Linked DNA regions of Mus musculus: regions 1, 2, 3, 4, 5 and 7 are each linked to region 6. The links are chromatin contacts, called in public promoter capture Hi-C maps. All regions are on one chromosome and are shown on one strand. The core of a region is the stretch at or near the end of the contact, and the rest is flanking DNA. Distances in the headings are between cores, read along the strand shown.

Region 1 (2,996 bases), core at 318-2,817, 750 kb before region 6:
GCTCACACAGGCCAGAAGAGGGCATCCGGTCTCATGGAACTGAGGTTCCAGACAGTTGTGAGCTGCCATATGGGTGCTGGAAATCAGACCTGGGGGCCTCTGCAAGAGCTGCCAGTGCTTTTAACCACGGAAGCATTTCCCCAGTCCCAATTAAATCTTTTAAATTGGTCTTGAACACTTGGCAGTTCTCCTGCCTCAGCCTTTTCAGGGCTGGGATTATCAGGCATGAGCCACCACACCTAACGAAATTCAAAGGTTTTTGTAGTAAAGCTGGAAACTGGGCCAGCGAGATGACTCAACAGGTAACATTGTTTGCCAGGCAAGTCTGGTAACCCAAGTCTGATCACAGGAACCCAGAGTGTAAAGAAGCAAGTTACTGAATGTTGTGCTTAGACTGCCACATGGGTGACACACACTTTTAAAAAAAGGAAACTACACAGGACAGAGTCCAACAAAAAGATGACAGACGCAAGCATGTAGAACTTACTGCATCAGAATTCCAAGCAGGAACTAAAGCGAGTGAGCCACAGTGGCGACAGAAATGCATCTTAGAGGCGGGACTCCCTCCAGCTCAGGCTGGCCTGGAACACGTTGGTGTCGGCGTCAGACAGTAGTAAGTGAGAAAAACTACTTTTCACCTTTGTTTCAGAAAAAGACCGCACACGTTTCACATATACACAGATGGTAACTTGTGGAGCATGCCAGAGAATTCAGCACTGCTTGGCCCTGGAGAGGGCTGGAGGGTGGGCCTGGGGCCTTAAAGCTGTCATAGAGGAAGCAAAGAAATGGAAGTGGTGTGTAAAAGAAACTGTGAGGACTCTTGGGCTTTACATTCTGCGAGCACCTCTGCCCTACAGGAAGGTGGTGGCACCCTACCTGACTAGCTACAAGCAGCCCTTAGACCCCACCCATCCGCGGTGCTCTGTGAACTTGTTCTTACAGCATTGAGCAACCCCATGCTACCTTCTCCACCCCACCTCCACTCCCCCATCCTGAGCAGCCGCTTGTACTTTCCTATAATGTATGTCAAATTAGCACAAAGTGACATGAAGCTGACACTTTCCTCGCTCTCGTGTCAAGAGACTACCTCCTACCTTTTAAACCATGTGACTATTTTATGTCTTGGGCCCTGACACCTCGCTCACCCAATAATGCAAATCAGACAGGCTGTCTCCCTGCGGTGTGGAGAGAGACAGGTCCATTCAGAACTAGATGGGTAACAGCGGACATCCGTCCCAGGGTACGTGTCACAGCTCAACCCCACGAGCACGTTGGTGTACGGTCCGGTGCCCATCACCCTGGTCTCGACCTCTGCAGCGCCGCCCCGCGGGGGCCCTTTCTGCGAGTCGTGGAGGCCGGGGCGCTGTTCCCAGCGCTGCCGCCAGGGGCCACCGCCGCTCCCCTATGACACAGCAACAATAGGGGCCGCTCTGGCCCGCGCTTCCGCCGGAAACAGGCCGCCGGCGCGGAGGCGGGCCGGATGCGATGGACGGTGACCAGGGCCAATCGGGACCTGGTCGGGGCCGGCCGCGCGGCTGACGGAACTCAATCCGCGGCGAGAGCGGCGGCGGGGCGGGCCAAGCACGGGCTTCCGGCGAGGCCCGGCAGGCGCCGAGGAGGAAGAGCGAGCCCGGACGGTGCCCCTAGGCCGAGTGTGAGCACCGCCAGGTAGGGGCCCGGTGGCGGCAGCGGCGGCTTAGGCGCACGCGGCTCCAGGCTGGGTCGAGCGGCGGGAGGACGGGACGCGGCAGCAGCCGGGGGGCCGAGTCAGTCCGGGCCGGCCGCCGGTGCCCCAGACGCGCCGGGGCCGGACGCAGCGAGGCTCCCTCCGCACGGGCGGGCAGTGACGTCGCGGGAGCAGGGGCTCCGCGGGGCTGCGCTCGGCCCTGCGCACAGCCCTGGCCTTGCGCAGCCTGGCGCGCTCCCGCTCCCGGGCAGTCGCGGGCCGACCGGCGTATGGGTGGGACATTGAGCACGCGACGCGGAACGACGGGCCTCGCTCTGTTTTTTCAGGATGACGACTTCAGGCGCTCTGTTCCCAAGCCTGGTGCCCGGCTCTCGGGGGTCTTCTACCAAATATTTGGTGGAGTTCCGGGCAGGAAAAATGTCATTAAAAGGAACTACGGTCACCCCAGATAAACGGAAAGGTCTCGTGTACATCCAGCAGACGGACGACTCCCTTATTCACTTCTGTTGGAAAGACAGGACCTCTGGGACCGTGGAGGATGTGAGTGCCTGTAGCCAGAACAGGCCAGCGGGGCAAGAGCAGGGAATATGGCTTCATCTTCCATAGATTAGTGTAGGGGTCCCAAGGTTGGCAGAGTGCTCCAGTCACTCTGTGAAGCCATGCACCCCGTGGTGACCATGGTTCTTAAGGTTTTAGCAGAGACAGCCTGCTGACAGGGTGATAGGGTGGGCTGGTGGCCTCAGCCCTGGCCTTAAACTTCCAGTCTTGTGGAGGAGTGTGCAGATATGACCCTCACCACAGCCTCGGGTAGTTTAGCGCTCTGAAGAGGCTGCTTTCCTTGGGGCTCTTTGTCTCCCAAAGTACATTGTTCTTTGTTACACTTAGGAGCAGCTAGCCAGAGTTGGTTGACCTTTTACTTCTTGGAACACAGTTCCAGAATGTTTCTGTTAAGTCGTCTGGTCCTCAGAGAGCACTTTTTCTATTCCTCCAGTCTGGGCCCTCTTCTGTTTGTCTTCACTGGGGTCTGAGACTTCTTGACTCCACCCTGTTATTGGGGTCCAGCAAATATTCAGGGACCTAAGCCTTGGTGGTACACACTTGTGTGCCTCTGTCTATCTGTCGTCTGACTGTCCTCCTTGTGTCGCCAGGACTTGATTATCTTTCCTGATGACTGTGAGTTCAAGCGGGTACCTCAGTGCCCCAGTGGGAGGGTCTACGTGCTCAAGTTTAAGGCAGGGTCCAAGCGGCTCTTCTTCTGGATGCAGGTAAGCAGGAGAGTGGTCTACTCTGTCTTTCCTTGTGATTCACT
Region 2 (3,084 bases), core at 297-2,796, 660 kb before region 6:
AAAAAAAAAAAAAAAAAAAAAAAAAACCACGATAGATTCCATTCTTAAAGTTAGCCACCAAACTCTACTCCCTTATATGGTCACTTCCTCCTCGTGAGGCTGACTACCAAAGTCCAGCTATTAAAAGTCCTATCCAATCAAAATACACCACTGTGCAGCCCGGTCTAGCATGGAACCCCCCTTTTCTCTTATTAAAAGTTACACCTGCAAGGTCATTTGCTTGTGTTTTTCTGACCAAGTAGAAAACAGCCACTTTAACTCCTCTTCCCCACCCCCATTTAAAGGAGCTCTCTGTGAAAACAGGTGCTTGGGTAAGGTGTCTGTGCCTAATCTGAAAGATAACCCCTGCTGCGCGGGAATTTATTATTTTTTTCAAAACAGGGTTTCTCTGTGTAGCCCTGGCTGTCCTGGAGCTCACTGTGTAGACCAGGCTGGCCTGGAACTCAGAAATCTGCCTGCCTCTGCCTCCCGAGTGCTGGGATTAAAGGCGTGCGCCACCACGCCCTGCGCGGGAACTCTTAATGCATACATGACTACTGGTTTCCAGGTGTGAGGAGGAAAGTGTAGCCTCGGTTTCACCAGACCCCGTGACAGACAGTCTTGGAAGGTGATCACCAGTCAGTGTGCACATGGCAGGGAGGTTCTCCCCAAGACCATGTAACTGGGTGTATGTCCCAGCTCCAGACTGCAGCTCCAGTCCCAGAGAGATATCAGGCATAAAGTTCTACAGATGAGTGAGCAGTGGATTCACTCACGGAGAAATGTAATCTCAGGAGAGTCGTCAACAGCGTGGGCAGTCTTGTGTCCGGGCTGCTCTCTGACCTCGTAAACAAAGAGGCTTACTGAGCATTATGGTGACTGTGGTCTGGGAACTTTCCTTTTTCGAGACGGGAACTCAGTGTAGTCCAGAGTGGCCTCAAATAGATAATCCACCTGCCTCGGCATCCCGAATGCTGAGATTAAAGGCGTGCACTCTCAGGCCAGACTCACTTCCCTAGGCGTGTGGACCGGGTGGCGGCTGGAGCCAGAGGAGTAGGGCAGGGCCTGGGGCGAGGAGGGGCAGGATGGCAAGGACGCAGGGTGAGTAGGGGGTTCTTGAAGAGAATGAATGTGCAGCGGAAAGCCAGCGGTCCAGCTCATTTGATCCAACCTCAGTTTCCTCTTCGGAGGATTGGTCTTCCCGTTCCCGCCTCCCTCCGCCACGCTCGTTCCCCTCCCAGGCTCTGGCGGCGCCTCAGGTCGGTGGAGTCAGGGATCCAGCAGCGGCTGGGCTCCCTCTGACAAGCTAGCCTCGAGGGCGGCTGGAAGACAAGCCAAGTCCAACCTCTCCAGCGGAGGACGGAGGGGCTGGACTCCGCAATGGAGGCGGGGCCTGAGGAAGAAGGCATGTCTTGGCTGGAGGCGGAGACAGGGACCGATGCCTGTGCTTTGTGCGGAAAGAGCCAGGCTTTCTTTGCACCGGAAGCGGAAGTTAAAACACACAAACAGGCCTCCGGTATGGTGGATACGAGTACCCTGACCCGGAAGCACTTACCGAGGACCCGCCCTCCTGCCCAATAGTGCTGCGGAGGCACGAGCTACTTCCTTTCTGCGCTCTCGCTGGACAAGTGAGCAGGTAGGCCTCGGTGCGGGCTGTGTGCGAGCGGGGCCGGGCTGGGCCGGGCTGGGCGCAGTTGGGGAGGTCGCGGTCACATGGCCGAGAGTGCTTGCGGGCCATGGGTCTGGTTGGGCCCGCAGACTCGGAGTGCGGGCCTGACCAGTCTCAAGACCTGCGTGGTAACTCTGCAGGGACGGCCTCAGGATGCAGAACGACGCCGGCGAGTTTGTGGACCTGTACGTGCCGCGGAAATGGTGAGCATCTGCGGGCCCGTCATTCTCGCGCCCGCTTTCCCCGCTCCCATTCATCCACTGTTCTTTTGCGACCTATTAAACGCACTGTGCATCTCTTTACCCAGCTCCGCAAGCAACCGCATCATTGCTGCCAAGGACCACGCGTCCATCCAGATGAACGTGGCCGAGGTGAGCTGGGAACCTGACGGTTCCTGAGGGAAGGAATTACGAGGCCCTCAGGCCTCAGCCTGGCTCTTGGTGTGTTTACTAACATCGGGGTGAGGTCGAATCTTCCAACCTCTTTTTTTTTTTTTTTAACCCAGGTTGATAGGACCACAGGCCGGTTTAATGGCCAGTTTAAAACCTATGGCATCTGCGGGGCCATTCGCAGGATGGTGAGTTCTACCACCTGGTCTGCCTTGTACTGTTCATGTGACATCTGAGCTCTGATGGTGGTGTCCTTTTCTTCCTGTGGGAATGGTTTTGGGCTTAATAGTGCATGCTCTGCCTGCTAAGCAGGGAGCCAGCTCTGTGTGGATACTCAGGTATTTATTTTTAATTTTAAAGGGCGAGTCAGATGATTCTATTCTCCGATTGGCTAAGGCTGATGGAATTGTCTCAAAGTAAGTGTGGGGGACAATCTCACATTGGGGTTGAGTGGCTTGGGACTTCCCAAGAGATACAGCTTTTAATACTACTTTTTCCCCTTTGTTAGGAACTTTTGAGCAGAAGAAATCGGGAATTTGTTACAAATAAAAGTTTTAAGTACCTGTGACAGTTAAGTCTGCTTTTGCTGTTTTTACTATGTAGGGCTGGTGTTTTTATTGTGACCAGAAAAGGGCCGCACACTTACCTGAAAGGAGACAAGCAAGGAAGTATGTTGCAAAAACCAGTTTTACTTTAACAAAAACATTTTAACACCTTCCATTCATAACCTACTGGACATACACCACATTCTGAGGTCTGACACAGCTGTGTCCTGTTGAGCGCTGCGGGTGCAGCACCAGGTCTGTGGCATTGGGTCACAGTCCAGCTGGACACCATGGATATACCTCAGATTTCTGGACTCAGTCTATAGGACTCTGTTTAGCCCGTGTTTGGTTTAAGGGTTGGCTTTAACAGTGCTCAATACCACAAACCAGCAGCTCTTAGCGAAGCTTAGGAAGGACTAACAGCAGACCAGCTTGGTAAAATGAATACACCTTACTACATCTAGAAGCTTAAATAACATTTATCCCATCAGTCAGCCATATA
Region 3 (3,184 bases), core at 549-3,048, 650 kb before region 6:
ACCAAAGGGAGCCTCAACCACAAATGTTTCAGCTTGCTCTTCAAGGGGGTCCAGCTAACTAACACTCTGGGACAAACTGACCCCTTGTCCCCACTGTATCCCTCTATGTCCTGTGGAGAAGCATGACCTGGCCCTACCTGTAGGCTGAGGTGGTAGCCACAGAAAGTTGAGGTCCTTTGGCCACAGATATGTGATGCAGGGTCAGAAGTCAGACAGCTTTTCCCATCACAGACCTGCCTAGGGCTTCCCACACCTGGGAGCCAGCCACCTGGCAGGAGCTCGGATATATAGCAGTGGGGCCTGCCCAGAAGGGACCTCAGTGTCCAGACTTAGCTCCCGCTGTCACTCGTTAGGTGAAGGCTGAGAATGCAAGAGGGAGCTGAGCAGGCTGAGACCCACATGGTGCTGGTAGCTACGGCCATCTGGGAAGTAAGCATAGCCAGGGAATGGGGGAGTAGTGAGGAATAAGAGCTGTCCTGGGCTAGGATGAAGGATCCTAGGATCCAGGCAGGGGAGGCAGAACAGTTACATGTTGCAGACCCTGAGTCCAGCAGGTGTGGGACAGAGGGCAGGGAGGTGGTCAGGTGTATAAGGCCGAGTAGAGATGAGACCAGGTAGGTAAGACCCTGGCCCACAAGCTGAGTTGGGCACACAGCCTGTAAAAAGTGTTTGTGAGTCTCTGTGTAGGGTAGCCAGGGGAGGGATGTGTCTAGAGTCAATTAGACCAAGGGAACTCCGAAATCCATATTCAGGGGACTTTCAAGGTAAAGAGCTGACCCCATATCCAGGAGCTGACAGCTTTAGTGGGACTTTCAAGGTAAAGAGCTGACCCCATATCCAGAAGTTGACAGTTTTAGTGGGACTATCCCTTCCCTCTGGAGGCTGACCAGCTTCAGTTAATCCCAAACTCATCTCCTGTATTCTGGACTGATGCTGCCACATCACCTCAGTCCCAGTCAAGGACAGACGGGACTGCGAGCCTCTCTGACTCTTGCACGCTGCGGTGATGGGCCCTCAAGTACCAGAATGAAGGATCCCTGGACCACCCTGGCTCCTGCATTATGGGCTGAAGAACCCTCTTCCCTAATTACCCGACACCTTGATCTTGGGCTGGTCATCTTGACCCTGTGTCCTGGGCTGACCATTCCGGTTCACCCAGACCTCTGAGTGTTAAGTTGATGGGTACCAGGTGACCATACCTGTGTGCGGGGTGAATGGACCCACCTCATCCCAACCATGTCCAGGTCTGCCGAGCTTGTGGCTTACCCGAACCCATAGGTCAACTACCCCACAACCTGGGAGGAGGGACCTGGCTCACCACCACCGGTGCCCCGGGCTGCCAAGGCCATAGGTCACACAGCCGGAGTGCTGGTTAGGCCTCTAGGCCACCACCCTGACCCCAGCGTGCAGCCGCCCCCGTCCAGCCCACTCACCTTTGGCGCTGCCCGTCCAGGCCAAGGCCGGCGGGCGCCGTCGTGGGGCTGAGCAGGCCCTGGGGCGCGGGCCTGGCTGGCAGCCCCGGGAGGCCTCCAGGTGGAGCGGGCGGCGGCGCGGGCGCCTCGCGGGCCTCGGTGGGCGGTGGCGGCGGCGGCGCTGGCTTCTCGCCTCCGGGACCCAGGCTCGGGGGCCGTCCGTCCAGGGAGATGTTGTTGAGAAAGAAGAGGGCGGCCTGACGGCGCCGGGAGTCCCCGCGCCTCCGCGGCACGGCCGGCGGGTTCCGGGCGGCCGGCGCGGGCCTGGAGGGGCCGGGGGCCGGACCCGGGGCTCCTCCCGCCGCAGCCGCGGCCATGCTCGAGTGCGCCGCCGCGCCGCGCCGCCGCGCAGCTGCCCATTGGCCGCGGCGCGCTTGCATGCAAATACCACCCCGTCACTCCCGCCCATTGGCCGCGGCGCGCCCATATGTAAATATAGTTCCGCGGTTCCTGTCTATTGGTTGCGGCGCGCCTGTATGCAAATACCACCCCGTCGCTCCCGCCCATTGGCCGCGGCGCGCCCATATGCAAATATAGTTCCGCGGTCCCTGTCCATTGGTTGCGGCGCGCCTGCATGCAAATGAGGCTCCTCTGAGCCCTTCGATCGGCTAGCGATATGTGGCTTGCCCCGGCGCTCCCCTGAGTCCTAGAGTCTTCTGTCTGTTGTAGGTTTGGCGTGGCTAAACACGGCAAGGTCGGTAGGTGCACGGAACCTGTGTCCTGTTCTCCCGTCCAGGACTCGGTGTACAGGGCACCCTTCAGCGAATGTTCATTATGGGCTGCAGACTCAGGGTGCGGGCCTGTTGTGGTCACTTGCTCCGGGGTGTTCCCTCAGCCCTGGGGTTCTTCTGGGCAGGTATCCATCCATGTTCCACCAGAGCCTGTAACTTCCGGGCTGTGCCGCCTGGCCTCCTCACTGACTGCTGAAGACACCCGTCTATGGTCTGAGGGCAGCTGACATCTCAGTTGCCTCATGGACGTGGTCTTGAGTCTGCATGATACTGGAGTTTCAGTTTCCTTCGTGGAGGATGTCCAGGACTCGAGTATACAAACCCTTCTGGCTCAGTACCGTGTGTGTATGTCGGCCCTTCCCTGTACAGAGTCTTCACCCTACCATCACCTGCTCTTTCCAGCTCCCAACCTATGTGGACTTCTTATCTTTCTTTTGTTTTGTTTTTCAAGTCAGGGTTTCTCTGTATAGTGTAGACCAGCCTGGCCTCGAACTCAGAAATCTGCCTGCCTCTACCTCCCAAGTGCTGGGATTAAAGGCATGCGTCACCACTGCCCGGCGACTTCTTGTCTTTAAAGTGTTTGATGGATCATTGAAGAAACACAAAGGAAAATCTCCCCAATGTTCTTTTTGGTCTATGGTCACTGCCTGCTCTGGTCCTGTGGCTGCTTAAAATGGGTGCTGGAGTGGAGTTGGTTGAGGGAGAGAGATCCCTGGGAAGTGGCTTCTTTCCTTGGGAGAAGCCATCGGTAGTGTTACCTATAGGAGTTCATACTGCCAGTTCCTTCCCTGCTTTTAAGGCTCAGGCAGGCTGATTCTGTCAGACACCCCCCTCTATCCATGGCATCTCCCTGTCATCCCTGAACAAGTAGGCTTACCCTTACTCTGTTCTGACCCCCCTCTTCTCCACTGCCTTTTCCTAGCTACCCTGCCAGGAACCAGTGACAAGGTGGACAGTTTTCCTGTCTAGTAGAACGCAGGG
Region 4 (3,206 bases), core at 500-2,999, 670 kb after region 6:
CAGTGGCTGGAGTTAACCCAGGACAAGAGCATGGCTACAATAAGGCTGACAATCTCCACCCCACAAAGGTCCTCAGGATACCCAAGGAGGTAACTCTACCACTGGCTATCTGTATCCTCTAGAACTGATTTCTGCCTTAGCTCCTCACCTAGCTTTGGTGGGTCCTGCAACAAGGGAAGTTGGGCCTCCTTCCGGCTGCCTCCCTTTCCAGGTCCACTTTTGCTGGATCCTTGAAGCCGACGGCCTCCTCCAACACAAAAGGATTCAGTCATCTCTGCAGAGTAAGTACACAGACCTATGAGACGAACAGGCTCAACCCAGGACTTTCACTGGGGCTATCCTAGAGGCCCTCAATATGTCTCTCTAGCCCTGACCTCCTATATTGATCACATCAAAAAGCAAGTAATGGAAGCTTCTAACTTAGAGAAGGGGGTTTGCCCAGACAAGGTCTTTCTAAATAACCCAGAAGACATGAGAAGTGTAGAAAGAGCCAAGACTCTTACTACATTTGACACCCTCACCTACACCCTCATCTAGACACACAAAGACCAAAGGCTGCTGAGGATCAGCCTGTCTTCAGAGGGTCCACGCAATTGAAGAAGACTGATAATATTCCTCATAGGGGACAATTAACACTAGTAATGGTTGCTGGCTCACAGGCAGCCACATCACCACACCTCAGGGATAGCTTCTCCTCAGAGTCCTGGCCCCTGCCATCTAGATACACAATACTAACCTACTCAGATAAGAGCCCTTGAAGACCTCTCTCTAGGCAAAGAAGCCAATATGGGTCCTGAAGGCCCATGTCCCCACCACATGCACTCATCCCTCTGGTTGGTAAAGTGAAGATCCACTAGAAATACACTTTAGTCCCATGCTGAGCTATCCTACCTGCCTGCCTTCTCAGCCTTCTGTGCAGACAGGGCCCCTCCACCCAGATGAATACACCACATCAGACCCTCAGCCACCACAGCCTAGGCAGCCACCATTTCTTCTTATTTTCAATAGCTTCTAGGTTCCCTGCCTAGGAAGCCACTTCAGCTAAACAAGTTATAGTCAATACTGGCAAGCAGAGGCTATAGAGTATGCATGCTGCTGCCCTGGGGTTGGGCCTCTGGGGACTGTTCTGCTTGCAGCATCACATACCCTGAAAACCGAGGAAGGCTCTAAGCATAGAATGGTGAGGCCTCGCAGAGGCACCCAAAGCCACAGAAGGGGGCGGTACCAAAGAGCAAGGTTCAAGCAGGTGAGTCCTCTCCTAACAGTTTTTGATCAACTCAAATCAGAGGGGATGTGTAGGGGCTGCGTTATCCAGGAGGTCTAAGGTCAATCACCGTTCATTGCCAAGGACAACACCCCCATCCTGGGCCTAGGGGAGGGGAGGGGAGGGGAGGGGGGGTCTGAAGTCAACTAAAGTTCTCTGGATGTCCTCGTTTTGCAGCTTCATAAGGAAATGAGTTATCCAGAACCCCGATTACATTTGAGGTCCGGGTTATACGGCCTGCTGCAACCTTCTAGTCTTTCAGAGTTAGGGGTAAGGCCTGGCCGCCGGAGTAGGAAGAAAACCCCTCCTCCACCTGGGGTCCCTGCGATCTCCCTTGTAGCCTCCAGGGAGGAGGGCGCTGCCGCGGACGCAGGCCACTCCGCCCGGCCCCGGACGAGCGCAGCCAAGAGGCGCACCTGGAGGCCCGTGGCCACCCACCTGTCACCTGAGGCCGGACGCGGGCTGCAGCCTGGCCCGGAAGCGCCGACCGCGGGGGGGCGAAGGCAGTGAACCAAAATGGCGACTTTTTCTGGAGGAGGAGGCGGGAGGACGGCGCCGACGCGGGGAGCGGGGCGCGGCGCGGGTCCGGGCGCGGCGGGGAGGCGGGCTGGGCACAGGGCTGGTGCGGGGCGCGTGTGGCGCCGGGGCCGCGGTAAAGCGGGCAGGGCCGGCGCTTACCTGCAGCGCCCAAGGGGTGCGGCCGGGCCAGGCCGGAGCCAGAGCCGGGCCGGGGCGCGGGGCGCGGGGCGCGGGGTCCGGGCGGCGCACACTCCGCGCCGTGCTGCGCACATGCGCGCTCCCGCCCCTCCTACCTTTGACAGTTTTACTGCGGGGGGGAGGGGGGCGAACTCTCGCGGTATTCACGCGGCCGCCGCTGCGGGGAAGGGGCCGGTGGGGCCGTTCCGCCGCTCCGGGCAGTGCGGTCCGTGGCCCAGGTGGTCCTGGCCTCCAGGGCCGAGCGATCGGTCACGCGTGCCTTGGGCAAGAGTCGCTTTGTGGACAGTCCAGTAAACTGAGGCACGTCAGGAACTCTGGACACTACCGCAAATCCTGCCTGACGGATTAAGCAACCGGTGTGGTTGCGCTGGCTGAAGTAGATCCTATGAAGGGTTATAGGACATCTGTAGGCTGTCAGGGGGCACCTCAGCCTCTATCTGTCCCTTAGGCCACCTTAATCTAGACACGAAGACCGATAGGCCTTATTGCGGTCACTGGCTATTGAATCAACTTCTCCCTTCTTTGTGAACAGTGTGGTCCTAGACCAACAGCCAGTAAGTATCTAACTTCTCTGGCCCCGAGCCTGGGCTGCTAGTGTAAGATCTAGGGGGTGGGTGGGAGGATGACAGCACAGCCCACACAACTTGGAAATAAATGAGGCAGAGAAATAAACACCCTTTTGACAGACTAGGAAGGGGAAATAAATGAGGCAGAGAAATAAACACCCTTTTGACAGACTAGGAAGGGCCAACTGGCTGATAAGGAGGTAGAATGCAAAGCCTGGGGCTCCACAGGAGCACTCAATAGGGAAGGGAAAAATTCAGCTTTCATTTGAGTCATAATACTGTTACATGTTCTCAGCCATGCCCACTGTTTTTTTTTTTTTTTAAGATTTATTTATGTTATGTATGTGAGTACACTGTAGCTGTCTTCAGACACATCAGAAGAGGGCATCAGATCCCATTACACATGGTTGTGAGCCACTATGTGGTTGCTGGGAATTGAACTGAGGACCTCTGGAAGAGCAGTCTGCGCTCTTAACCACTGAGCCATCTCTCCAGCCCCCCCCCCCCACTGTTTTTTCTAAAACAACTTTTCACTATGTAGCCCTTTGTAGACCAGGCCAGCATCAAACTCAGAGATCTGCCCGTCTCTGCCTCCCATATGCTGGGATTAAAGACGTCTTTTACCTTTTGTGAGTCTCCCAGGATGTGGAACATCAGAC
Region 5 (3,256 bases), core at 29-2,528, 760 kb after region 6:
TTGGGACCAGTCAGAGCTGGGACTACTCAGTAGGCAGTCCCTTGATGGGGTCAAGTCATCAGCCAAACACAGCATGGCTGAAGGTCCTGTGGTTCTCTTACTGCCTGTCTTGTGGTAGGGTCCTGAAAGCATTAATTCAGTACTCAAACACAGGGTTCCCTTTCCCAGAATTTTTGTTGTTGTTGTTGGGTTTAGCTTAGAGCAAGGGCCCAGCTCTCAGTAAAGGGCAGAATGAGAGGTGGTATGAAACTAGAGAGCTGGGTTCAGCCATCACTGCACCTCTGGAAAAGCTTTGTTGCCTTCAAGAAGTTCCATGCCTTTTTCTTATGGTAAAGATGTCATAACTGATTAAAACGGTCAGCTTAGGTCATTTGTGTATGTCATTTGCACTCTGGCCTCCTGGGTACAAAAAAATTCAGATTGACTTTTAGTACCAGCACACCTGCCACCATGTATAGGACAGAAGAAGAGCAGAGCACCATTCTCCCTTTCCTGGACGTGGTTAGGGTCTTCCTGAGGTAATGCCTCAGTAGCGGATTGCCTCAGTACCCTGCCCTGTTCTCAGTGTAAAATATGAATCGGAGGCTCCTGATCGCAGCCTCTGTCATTGTCACTTCACAGGTTGGGAGACTGAGACGTACAACAATGTGCAGAACTTGGGGTTTATACCGTTAGGTTGACTTCAGAACCTGAATAGTTCTCCCCACTCCCACCCCCCACCCCCGAGACAGGGTTTCTCTGTGTAACCCTGAATGTATTGGAACTAGCTCTGTAGACCAGGCTGACCTTGAACTCACAGGGATCTGCTTGACTCTCTATCTCTCGAGTGCAGGGATTAAAAAGGCATGAGCCTACATTGCTTGGCTAAAGCCTGAATTCTTGCGGAGAAACCGTTTCAGAGTCCCGGCCACCTGCGCAGCGCCAAGAAAGCCCCCAAACTCGGCTTGGTACCAAGTGAAGTGTGTGGAGTGAGCTGAGTGACTCTCGGAAGTGGAGGCGATCTAAGTGCACTAGTGAAGGCGCGACCGGCCGCCAGGGCAAGCTGCTCAGATGGGTTGAATTAAAGACCTGAGCGCAGTAGGGTTGTCCTTCTCCCTCCTCTAGGTCCTCCCTCCCCCTGGCATTCGGTGGGCACGTGGGGCCGTGGTCCGGCGGAGATACCTGCGGAACTACCTTTTCCAGCGGGCAATCAGGCCGCAGGCCGCAGGCCGCGCAGTCGTCTGGGAGTTGTGGTCCCGGGGGCGGGGACTCTTTTTTTTTTTTTTTTTTTTTAATTCTGTCGCACGCGGCCGCCAGGCGGAGGTTTGGACCGCGGATCTAGGCGGCGGCGGCGGCCGAGGTCAGGCCGGGCGGCGCAACCGGCACAACCCGCCGCCACCGAGGTAGTGATGGGCAAGGAGGAAGAGATTGCTCGTATCGCCCGGAGGCTGGACAAAATGGTGACCAGGAAGAACGCGGTGAGGGGCGCGGGCCGCCAGGACCCTGGGGCCCCGCTCCGCGGAGACCGTCTGAGCCTACCCTCGGGCAGAGTGATACCTAGCCCAGTCAGTCGAGACCCCTTGCCCAGGCCCGCCCTCCACCCTGTCCTGGGACTGCCGCTTCGCAATGGACGCCGCGTTGACCGAAAGCTACCCTCTGTTCGTCGCCCAGCGGTGGCCGCGGGCGTCCCTGGCCCAGCCGTTGTCTCCCCTGTCTGCCCCCCACCCTTCAGCACCAGGTTTCTCTTAATAAATTTTTCCCCTGCTTAGTCAGGCCTCAGGCAACAGCAAGTCGGTTTGGGCAGACAGTTGAGCCTGTGGCGTTGAGACCCCTGGCCAGTGTGGGCTTGGCAGTCCAGCCTGCCTTCCGACCATGGTCACCTGCGTAGCCTTTGAGGAGCATCCTTAGGGGATGATGGCACCTGCAATCTTGCCTTCCGTGGGTGGGAAGGGACTTAGGAGGTGGCTTTAAGACTGAGTGACTCTAGAGCATCCGCAGCACCGCTCTGAGGGCAGCCCAGATAGTGGCTGAGTCATGAGTCTGTACAGCCTCCCCAGGACTGTGCTTGAAGTAGAAGGCTGCAGGACAGCTTTTGGGGATGAGCAGGATTGCTCTAGGGGTTGGAGGGCTGGGGTCTAAAACAGGAAGTAGGTTAAGTGCCCACATAAGCCTTTACACTGGAAACAGAACCCACTTTGCAATCATCTGGGCTACAGAGGCCCTGCTGGAGCTTCTTTCCGGTAAGAGAAAGCACAAATGACAAACTTGGAACTAAGGGTGGCAGAGATAGGATGGGAATCCAAAGGGAGACCCAGTAAGGATGGAAGGCCACAGATAGGACTGTACAGTTGAGAAGGGAACCTGCAGAGGTTCCAGTAGTCCTTGAGAGAGGCTCCTTGGAACAGCTGATGGTTTATCTGGGTTTTCATTATGGGAGTGCAGGGCTATTGTGGATGCATGCCCCTGGCTCCAAGGATCAGGTCTTCTTAGCAAAGTCAGCCACCTCAGGGCTGATTGGTGTACAGCTTACTAACTTAGGGCCATGAAACAAGGCTGCAGCCTGAGCAGATAAGTCACACAGATTGAAGGGTCAGCCCCAGCCCCTACCACGGCTGGATGGGTTGGTTTTCTCTGCCTCTTTGTGGCATATAAAGACAAATGAGCTCATAGTGGAAACTTGGAGGACAGCAAACACAATAGTGTTGGGTGTTAGAAGAAAAGGCTGTCTCAGTTGTAGGAAGGAGGTGTTTGAATATAACCTGGAAGTGGTAAAGAGAAGAGCAGCCTTAAGCAGAGTGAGGTTTAAGGTAGGAACCAGAGGAGCCTGCCTACCCTTGAGGTTCAAAGAACAGAGCTTAGGCAGAGGAAGAAAATCAGGGTTTTCTGTTACAGTACCTAGGAGGAGGGTGGTGACCAGTCTGGAAAAGAGATAAAAAGTGAGACTATGGGATTTGTAGGTGCTGGCTTTAAGAAAAACTTCCCTTTGTATATTTAATTTTATTTATTTTACATTTGTTATCTCGGTGAGTGTGTAAGTATGAGGACAACCCCTGGAAATTGGTTATCTCCTCCCACCATTTGGGCTCTGGAGATTGAACTTAGGTTGTACAGCTTGTTGGCACCTTTATCTGCTGAGTCAACTCACCTGCCCACCCCTTTGATAGTGGGTATTGAACCCAGGGCCTTAACTTACCAAGTGAGAGCTTTATCACAGCTGTGTCTACACAGCCCTCTCTTTACTTTGTTTTAAGACAAGGTCTCATTAAGATGCCCATGC
Region 6 (2,911 bases), core at 329-2,828:
TTACATGACTAGTTAAATGGCATTGCACAACTTTTCTTAAATTCCTTTTTTTTTAAAAGTAAAAATATAATCATAATTCGGTCAGATGTCATTTTGTTGCAACCAGACTTGGAGCCAGTTTTGTGATTTCCCTCCCCACCCCCCGCCCCAAGGTGGGACCGAACCCAGGGTTTCCCTATTCCAATCCAATACTCTACTCCAGGCAAATAGCGGACACATGCTTTAAGAGCCTAGTTATGCAGAGATCTGAGGGCAGGATGCTCAGCTGGAAAGGGCTGTAACCTAAGCTTACTATCATCTGATTCTCCACTTACTTTCCACTGTTACAGTGCACAGCCAGGAAAGGAAAGGAAAGGAATGGTAAATAAAGTGTTGGGCCTTTTCCAATCTTAAAACACGATGAGCCATATTTGGTTACACCCAAGTAACAACAACATGCACTGGTTAAAAACAGTCTTCCCAGGATTTAGTGTCACTCTGGAGTTCTCATAAGAGTTTTGGAAGTTTATTACAAGCCAGAATATCACAGGAGATAACAATAAACTTACAATGACTATAGCTAAGGATGGAGGGCAGGGCCTCCGGATCCACAGCTAGCTGGCTGACTCTCCTCCAGAGCCATCCACTACCTAGCAACAGAGGACCAGTCAGTCACTCAGACCTCTGCGAGGCCGTCTGATCACCATTTCTTTCCCCACCAGGTAACTGTTCTGGCAGGGTCAAGGGGGAAATTGCAAAATATTATCTGAACTACTCCGGGTACGCCTTTATTTTTCTAGTTCCCCTCCAATCTGTCAAGTACCCCGGAAATAGAAACTTTCATCTCCTCCAAGCTTACGGGAGGAAACTAAGTTTCAGATCCCAGGCTGGCTTGGTGGACTTTCTCTGTCCACACGGACTGGCGCTGCCCCGTTCTCCTCTCAAGTCCGGACAACTTCCCGGAACTCTCCTCACCTTTATTATCTTGTCCTTTTGTTCTCTGCATCGCCGCAGGCCAGGATATGCGGGTGGACACCACCCAGCCCGGGAAAGGAAACACAAAGTTACTATCCGAAAAGAACGCTACCCGGAGGGCGACCCGACCCCGACCGGGCCTCCAGATCTCCCACACTTTGATCACAGCCAAGCCCAGCGACCCCGCCATTGGACCCCAGAACCGTGGCCCGGCCTGGTATTCAGATCTTCGACCCGGCCTCCCTGTTCCCAGTCCGGACCCCGCACCCTAACCCCAGCTCAGCCTCCAGGTCCCCGGCGCGGCCCAGACCGCAACCTGTCTTGCCCTGTCCACGGCCTGCTCTCGTGACCGTGGTCCCGAGACGCCCCTACCTGGGGGTCCACGCTGGTGGCCGACATGCTTCATGAACAGCGCGGCGCGGGACCCGGGCGCCGCCGGCTCGGGCCTCCCACGAGGCCGGGCCTGTCACGCCGCGCGCGGCCCCGTGCCCCGCCGCCAACTCCGCGGGTGCGGCCGGGCGCGGCGGCAGCTGTAGGCACGCGGGCCGGAACAGCGGGAAGCAGCGGAAGGTAGCGGACAGGCTGAGGGGGCGCCGACTCCAATGGCGGCCGCGGCGGCTGGGACGAAGCTACGCGACGTCAGCGCGCGGGGCAGGCCGGGAGCGCCGTCGAGTCGCCACCATTGCGCCTGCGCACCGTCGCTCCTCGCCCAGGATTTCGCGCTTGGGACTCAGTCTCGCGCTGGAGGGGCGGGACCGGACCGGATGGGGCGGGGCGACTCGAGAGTCACGTGGGGCTCCTGGGGCGGCGCCTATTGGGGAGACGGTGTGAGGTTGTAGTTTAGCTACACCTGTCCCAGAGTTTTGTGGCTGCTGGGCTGGCCTCCTAGCCTGCCCCGTGACAATATGAACCTGACAGGAGTGTGCCAGAATAACCAGTATTCGCGTTAGATTCTGTACCTGATTCCATCACCCAGGGTAAAAACAAGAGGACTTTGAGGAAAGCTAGACGGCCCCCTTTGGGTTCCACGTGGGGAAAGTTCATCCGTCAAAGAGTCTCCAACAAAGAACTCACCCCATTAGCCATTTAGCCATTCACTTTCAGGCAAGCTCTTTGCTCAGTGAACCTGCTACCACACACAGACTCCTCCTCCCTGTTCCCGTCGTTAAAAAAAGTTTTATTTGAGGTTTAGAGCAATGGCTCAGTGCTCAAGACTACTTGCTGTTCTTACAAAGGACCTGGGGCTAGTTCCAACACCCACATGATGGCTTACAATTCTCCAGTCTCAGGGGTTCCAGAACTCTTTTTCTGGCATTGAATGCACGTGATGCATATATAGACAAGCAGGCACACACACACACACATAAAATAAAACAAATCTTTTGAATGTAATTTTAAAAAGATTTATTAATTTTAATCTTATGTGTATGAGTGTTTTGCCTGCATGTATGTCTATGCACTGCATGTGTGCCTGGTGCTCAAGGAGGCCAGAGGAGGGTGTCAGATACCCCAGAACTGGAGTTATAGATGGTTCAGACCCCAAAGTGGATGCTGAGAATTGAACCTAGATTCTCTAAAAGAGCAGTAAATGCTCTTATACCTTGACCCTGAGCCATCTCTCCAGCCCCTTTAAAATAAATGTTATTTGTATGAGTGTTTTGCTTGCATGTATATATGTGCACTATAGGTGCACTTGGTGAATGTGAAGGGTCAGAAAAGGTGTCTGATAGCCTGGAACTGGAATAACAGGCAAATTTGTGACCTATCATGTGATTGCAAGAACATTGCTAGGGACCAAACCCCAGATGCATCCACACATCCCTTCTGGGGCATGTTTGGTCCCTGGATTTGTTGTAGTAAATGTCCTAGCTTCTGATGCACATCATCAATAGGAGGACACCAGAGCGAGGCACATGCAGGTGGATCACTGGGTTGAAGGGCACAGCTGTCAGCCATT
Region 7 (2,833 bases), core at 243-2,742, 700 kb before region 6:
AAAGCTTCAAAAACAAGTGTTTATACCTTCCCAGGCCTCAGTTTCCCTGTCTCTGATGGCCCACACCTGCTCTTACTCTGAGACTGCAAGGGAACCAGAGCGCAGGGAGCCCGGCCCTTCTCAACTCCCCCTCCCCACTTGGAGGCCCGAGAACAGGCGGGGTGGGCAGGCAAGGAGGGTGGTGGCCAGGTAAACCAGAAAACAGAACTGAATTCCTTCACCGCTCCCCTTTCTCCACCCCGACGAATCCGTTTTTTCAGCTATTCTTTCCCTCGCCAGCCTCCTTCCAGGAACGTGGAAGCAGGTCCCTAGAGAAGGTAGCTAAAGTTACCAGGCCCTAATGGCTCCCAACTCCTTAGGTCCCTAACGTGAGGCAGGAGTCCTGCGGGGGGGGGGGGGGGGACAACGTGGCCCACCTGCAGGCTCAGCCTGAAAGGCAGGGCTCAGGAGAGTCCTTAGGTACAGAATCCACATCTCCCGGGAGACTAAAGCCCCAGAGCCTACCACCTGCTGGGCAGGGGGCTCCTCCACGATGGCCCACAGGTGTTAGCGCTCTCCACCTCCTTCTGAAGTTCCCAGATCCCAAGCAAAGAAGCTTCTTCAACTTTTGGCTGAGACAGTGAGACCCAACACCAGGAGAAACCGGCGATGGTGCGGCTTCCGCGCTCATTCCGTCCCTATCCGGGAGGCCAACAGGTTCCTGCCTGTCCCGGGGTAACAAGGAGCTCCCGCCCCCTCCTCACAGTCAGCGGGCACCCTGGCCAAGTTCCGCCCACGCAGGGATCCCGGACTTACGGCTGCCGAGGACTGATCACCGGTCCCCTCCTGCCTAGGTCACCCCCCCACCCCCACCCCCGAGCTTCACCAGCCCCAGGGGCCCTTGGTCCGCGAGTCGGACACTTCATTGGCTCTTCCAGAGGCACGTGCCGTGTCTGCACGAGTTTCGGTAGCCGCATCAGGGTCCCCCTTAGTCCATCAAAACATGGGGCCAGGGAGTCTTGGTGGGAGAGTCAGTCCGTACTTACTCTCCCCAGCACTGGGAGCCCCTACGAGATGTCTGGGTTCCGGCGCTAGAGGTGGACCACCACAGGATGGTGTAACCAGCTCCTCCGTGCCGCGCTCACCTGGATTGTCTGATTGGGATCTCCGCCAGCCACCGGACCCCCAACCAGCTTGCAGTAGAGGTCCTCGGTGGGGCGTGAGACACTGCGCGTCGGGGCCTCCTCGCCGCAGGTCGCGGACGCGGTGATGCGAGCGCCCTCCGCCAGGTTGAAGTAGGGCGGGTGCAGGCTGAAGCCATCGCCCCCGGGAGTGCGCGCCTCGCCTACCAGCGCCAGTCCAGCCAGCAGCAGTAGCAGCGGCCGTGGCGCGGGGCTCCGGGGGCCAAGAGCGCCCGGTGCGCTCCCCGCGCAGAGCTGCCCTCCGCGCTTCGCCATTTTCCTGCTGGGGGCTGCGGCTCTAGGGACAGCGCGCACCGCAGGAGCCCGGCAAGTCTAGTTTGGGGCGGCCGGTCCCGCTGGCCCCGCCTGTCCGAGGACGTCAGGCCCCGCCCAGGCCCGCCTGGCGCCCGAGCCTTATGCCCTGGAGAGGGGGTTGGGGGAGGGCATAAGAGAGGGGGCGGCCTGGGGACCTTAACCCTTCCGACCCCGGCCAGACCAGCGTCCTGGAAGGGGCACCTGCTGGCCGCCCGCCAGGCCGCGGGAACTTGGCGCTACTGAGCCTTTCCTCTCTCCCAGGTGGTGGCTTCGATCCCCACTGAGACCCCTTGCTTTTTCCGTGGATGTTCAGGACCCCAGCATGCCGGGCCTGCCTCTACCCGCCCAGCGGCTCCTGTTTTTGTTTCCCTAACTTCAAACAGGTCTCAGCCACCTGGCGCCTCCCCGTTGCCCTAGCCTGTTACTCTCTTCCTTCCCTGTTGGTATTTGAATAAACTGTGTGTAGCTGTGGATGGGGACCCAGAGGAGATGTGATCTGCAAATGGTGGGGGGGGGGGGGGTGGAGAAGACCAGACAGGAGGAGACCCCCTACTTCCTCCATTGTTAGGTCGGATTTAGCCCTGTCTACCCCTTTGGGTTTTAAACTCCTCTGCAATAGGGGATCAATACAAGAGCAAAGAAATGACAGGCGCCCACCCATGGAGCATATCCAAGGATGCTCATTGGCCTATAGGTGCCACTCCATAGGCTCCTTGGGAAGCTAAGACTTTGCTTAGACATCTTTCTTTCTTTCTTTCTTTCTTTCTTTCTTTCTTTCTGTTTTTTTGTTTGTTTGTTTGTTTTTTGTTTTTGTTTTTTCGAGACAGGGTTTCTCTGTACTGTATAGCCCTGGCTGTCCTGGAACTCACTTTGTAGACCAGGCTGGCCTCGAACTCAGAAATCCACCTGCCTCTGCCTCCCAAGTGCTGGGATTAAAGGCGCTGGCCACCGCCGCCCGGCTTAGACATCTTTTAAGCAAGCCGTGCCTCTAGCTCCTGTGTTTCTGGGGTACAGTGGGCTCCAGTTGATCTGCCTGGCTGAGTTGCAAACATTGAACGTCCTAGAGGCTTAGCTAAGATGCTTGTGTACCTCATGTCTGCTTCAGCCACAGCCACTGGATTCCCTTCCCTTGGATTCTAGGACCAAACAGGAAAGCCCCCAGGGGTGTAGAGGTCGAACTCAGCAGCAGGGCTAGCAGCTCCCCTTATCTCCTAGCCAGGCCACCATCTCACGTTTTTGGGTAGGACTCCCATTCTTGCTGGTCCTTCTGGATAATCCCAAGGGTCCCAGTGAGTTCCTGAAACACTGCCATCATGTCCTGGCCCAGTTCTGACCCGTAATTGTCTGGAAAATTTGCA

Evidence for each region. Promoter capture Hi-C pulls out the DNA fragments that hold promoters and counts their contacts.
Region 1: a contact with region 6 is called in a promoter capture Hi-C map of pre-B cells, with 5 times the contacts expected there. The contact joins the promoter of Adrm1 here to the promoter of Ythdf1 in region 6. A contact is called at or near these places in 8 of 39 promoter capture datasets (embryonic stem cells, erythroid cells, frontonasal cranial neural crest and 4 more) and 1 of 484 Hi-C or Micro-C datasets (CD8 T cells).
Region 2: a contact with region 6 is called in a promoter capture Hi-C map of pre-B cells, with 2.8 times the contacts expected there. The contact joins the promoter of Rps21 here to the promoter of Ythdf1 in region 6. A contact is called at or near these places in 6 of 39 promoter capture datasets (the C10 cell line, embryonic stem cells, fetal liver and 3 more), 2 of 484 Hi-C or Micro-C datasets (B cells and the G1E-ER4 cell line), 2 of 115 datasets of contacts at active chromatin or transcription factors (embryonic stem cells and memory CD8 T cells) and 3 of 9 other capture datasets (adipose tissue, liver and macrophages).
Region 3: a contact with region 6 is called in a promoter capture Hi-C map of pre-B cells, with 5 times the contacts expected there. The contact joins the promoter of Cables2 here to the promoter of Ythdf1 in region 6. A contact is called at or near these places in 19 of 39 promoter capture datasets (the 3T3-L1 cell line, 3T3-L1-derived adipocytes, the C10 cell line and 13 more), 5 of 484 Hi-C or Micro-C datasets (CD4 T cells, the G1E-ER4 cell line, cerebral cortex and 1 more), 4 of 115 datasets of contacts at active chromatin or transcription factors (the SCID.adh cell line, T-cell acute lymphoblastic leukemia, extraembryonic endoderm stem cells and 1 more) and 2 of 9 other capture datasets (liver and macrophages).
Region 4: a promoter capture Hi-C map of liver shows a contact between it and region 6, with 4 times the contacts expected there. The contact joins the promoter of Zfp512b here to the promoter of Ythdf1 in region 6. A contact is called at or near these places in 8 of 39 promoter capture datasets (the 3T3-L1 cell line, 3T3-L1-derived adipocytes, the C10 cell line and 4 more), 8 of 484 Hi-C or Micro-C datasets (CD4 T cells, the G1E-ER4 cell line, embryonic stem cells and 3 more), 6 of 115 datasets of contacts at active chromatin or transcription factors (astrocytes, cardiomyocytes, double positive thymocytes and 3 more) and 2 of 9 other capture datasets (adipose tissue and liver).
Region 5: a promoter capture Hi-C map of pre-B cells shows a contact between it and region 6, with 7 times the contacts expected there. The contact joins the promoter of Tcea2 here to the promoter of Ythdf1 in region 6. A contact is called at or near these places in 12 of 39 promoter capture datasets (the 3T3-L1 cell line, 3T3-L1-derived adipocytes, the C10 cell line and 8 more), 1 of 484 Hi-C or Micro-C datasets (CD4 T cells), 1 of 115 datasets of contacts at active chromatin or transcription factors (memory CD8 T cells) and 1 of 9 other capture datasets (liver).
Region 7: a promoter capture Hi-C map of stem cell-derived epiblast-like cells shows a contact between it and region 6, with 3 times the contacts expected there. The contact joins the promoter of Lama5 here to the promoter of Ythdf1 in region 6. A contact is called at or near these places in 6 of 39 promoter capture datasets (hippocampal neurons, liver, neural stem cells and 2 more) and 1 of 484 Hi-C or Micro-C datasets (embryonic stem cells).

Annotation. Positions count from the first base shown.
Region 1 is chr2:180,170,021-180,173,016 of GRCm38.p6, forward strand. Adrm1 (adhesion regulating molecule 1) reads left to right here and starts at 1,568. Exons shown (of 10, transcript NM_019822.3): 1 at 1,568-1,668; 2 at 2,014-2,227; 3 at 2,836-2,952. The coding sequence starts at 2,015. Gm29886 (a long non-coding RNA gene) reads right to left here and starts at 1,230. Exons shown (of 4, transcript XR_867152.3): 1 at 1,146-1,230; 2 at 488-763.
Region 2 is chr2:180,255,833-180,258,916 of GRCm38.p6, forward strand. Rps21 (ribosomal protein S21) reads left to right here and starts at 1,547. Exons shown (of 6, transcript NM_025587.2): 1 at 1,547-1,615; 2 at 1,789-1,851; 3 at 1,956-2,019; 4 at 2,154-2,225; 5 at 2,398-2,453; 6 at 2,546-2,612. The coding sequence starts at 1,802. The coding sequence ends at 2,555. It overlaps Cables2 (CDK5 and Abl enzyme substrate 2), which reads right to left. Exons shown (of 10, transcript NM_145851.2): 10 at 2,707-3,084. It overlaps Mir3091 (microRNA 3091), which reads left to right and starts at 1,704; the gene lies at 1,704-1,779.
Region 3 is chr2:180,271,667-180,274,850 of GRCm38.p6, forward strand. Cables2 (CDK5 and Abl enzyme substrate 2) reads right to left here and starts at 1,799. Exons shown (of 10, transcript NM_145851.2): 1 at 1,434-1,799. The coding sequence starts at 1,789.
Region 4 is chr2:181,590,712-181,593,917 of GRCm38.p6, forward strand. It overlaps Zfp512b (zinc finger protein 512B), which reads right to left and starts at 1,750. Exons shown (of 17, transcript NM_001164597.1): 1 at 1,710-1,750; 2 at 149-274. The coding sequence starts at 272.
Region 5 is chr2:181,679,019-181,682,274 of GRCm38.p6, forward strand. It overlaps Tcea2 (transcription elongation factor A (SII), 2), which reads left to right and starts at 1,279. Exons shown (of 10, transcript NM_009326.3): 1 at 1,279-1,457. The coding sequence starts at 1,389.
Region 6 is chr2:180,919,358-180,922,268 of GRCm38.p6, forward strand. Ythdf1 (YTH N6-methyladenosine RNA binding protein 1) reads right to left here and starts at 1,579. Exons shown (of 5, transcript NM_173761.3): 1 at 1,327-1,579; 2 at 955-979. The coding sequence starts at 1,353.
Region 7 is chr2:180,224,367-180,227,199 of GRCm38.p6, forward strand. Lama5 (laminin, alpha 5) reads right to left here and starts at 1,493. Exons shown (of 79, transcript NM_001081171.2): 1 at 1,125-1,493. The coding sequence starts at 1,436. Gm52542 (a long non-coding RNA gene) reads left to right here and starts at 253. Exons shown (of 2, transcript XR_003953984.1): 1 at 253-317; 2 at 573-1,948.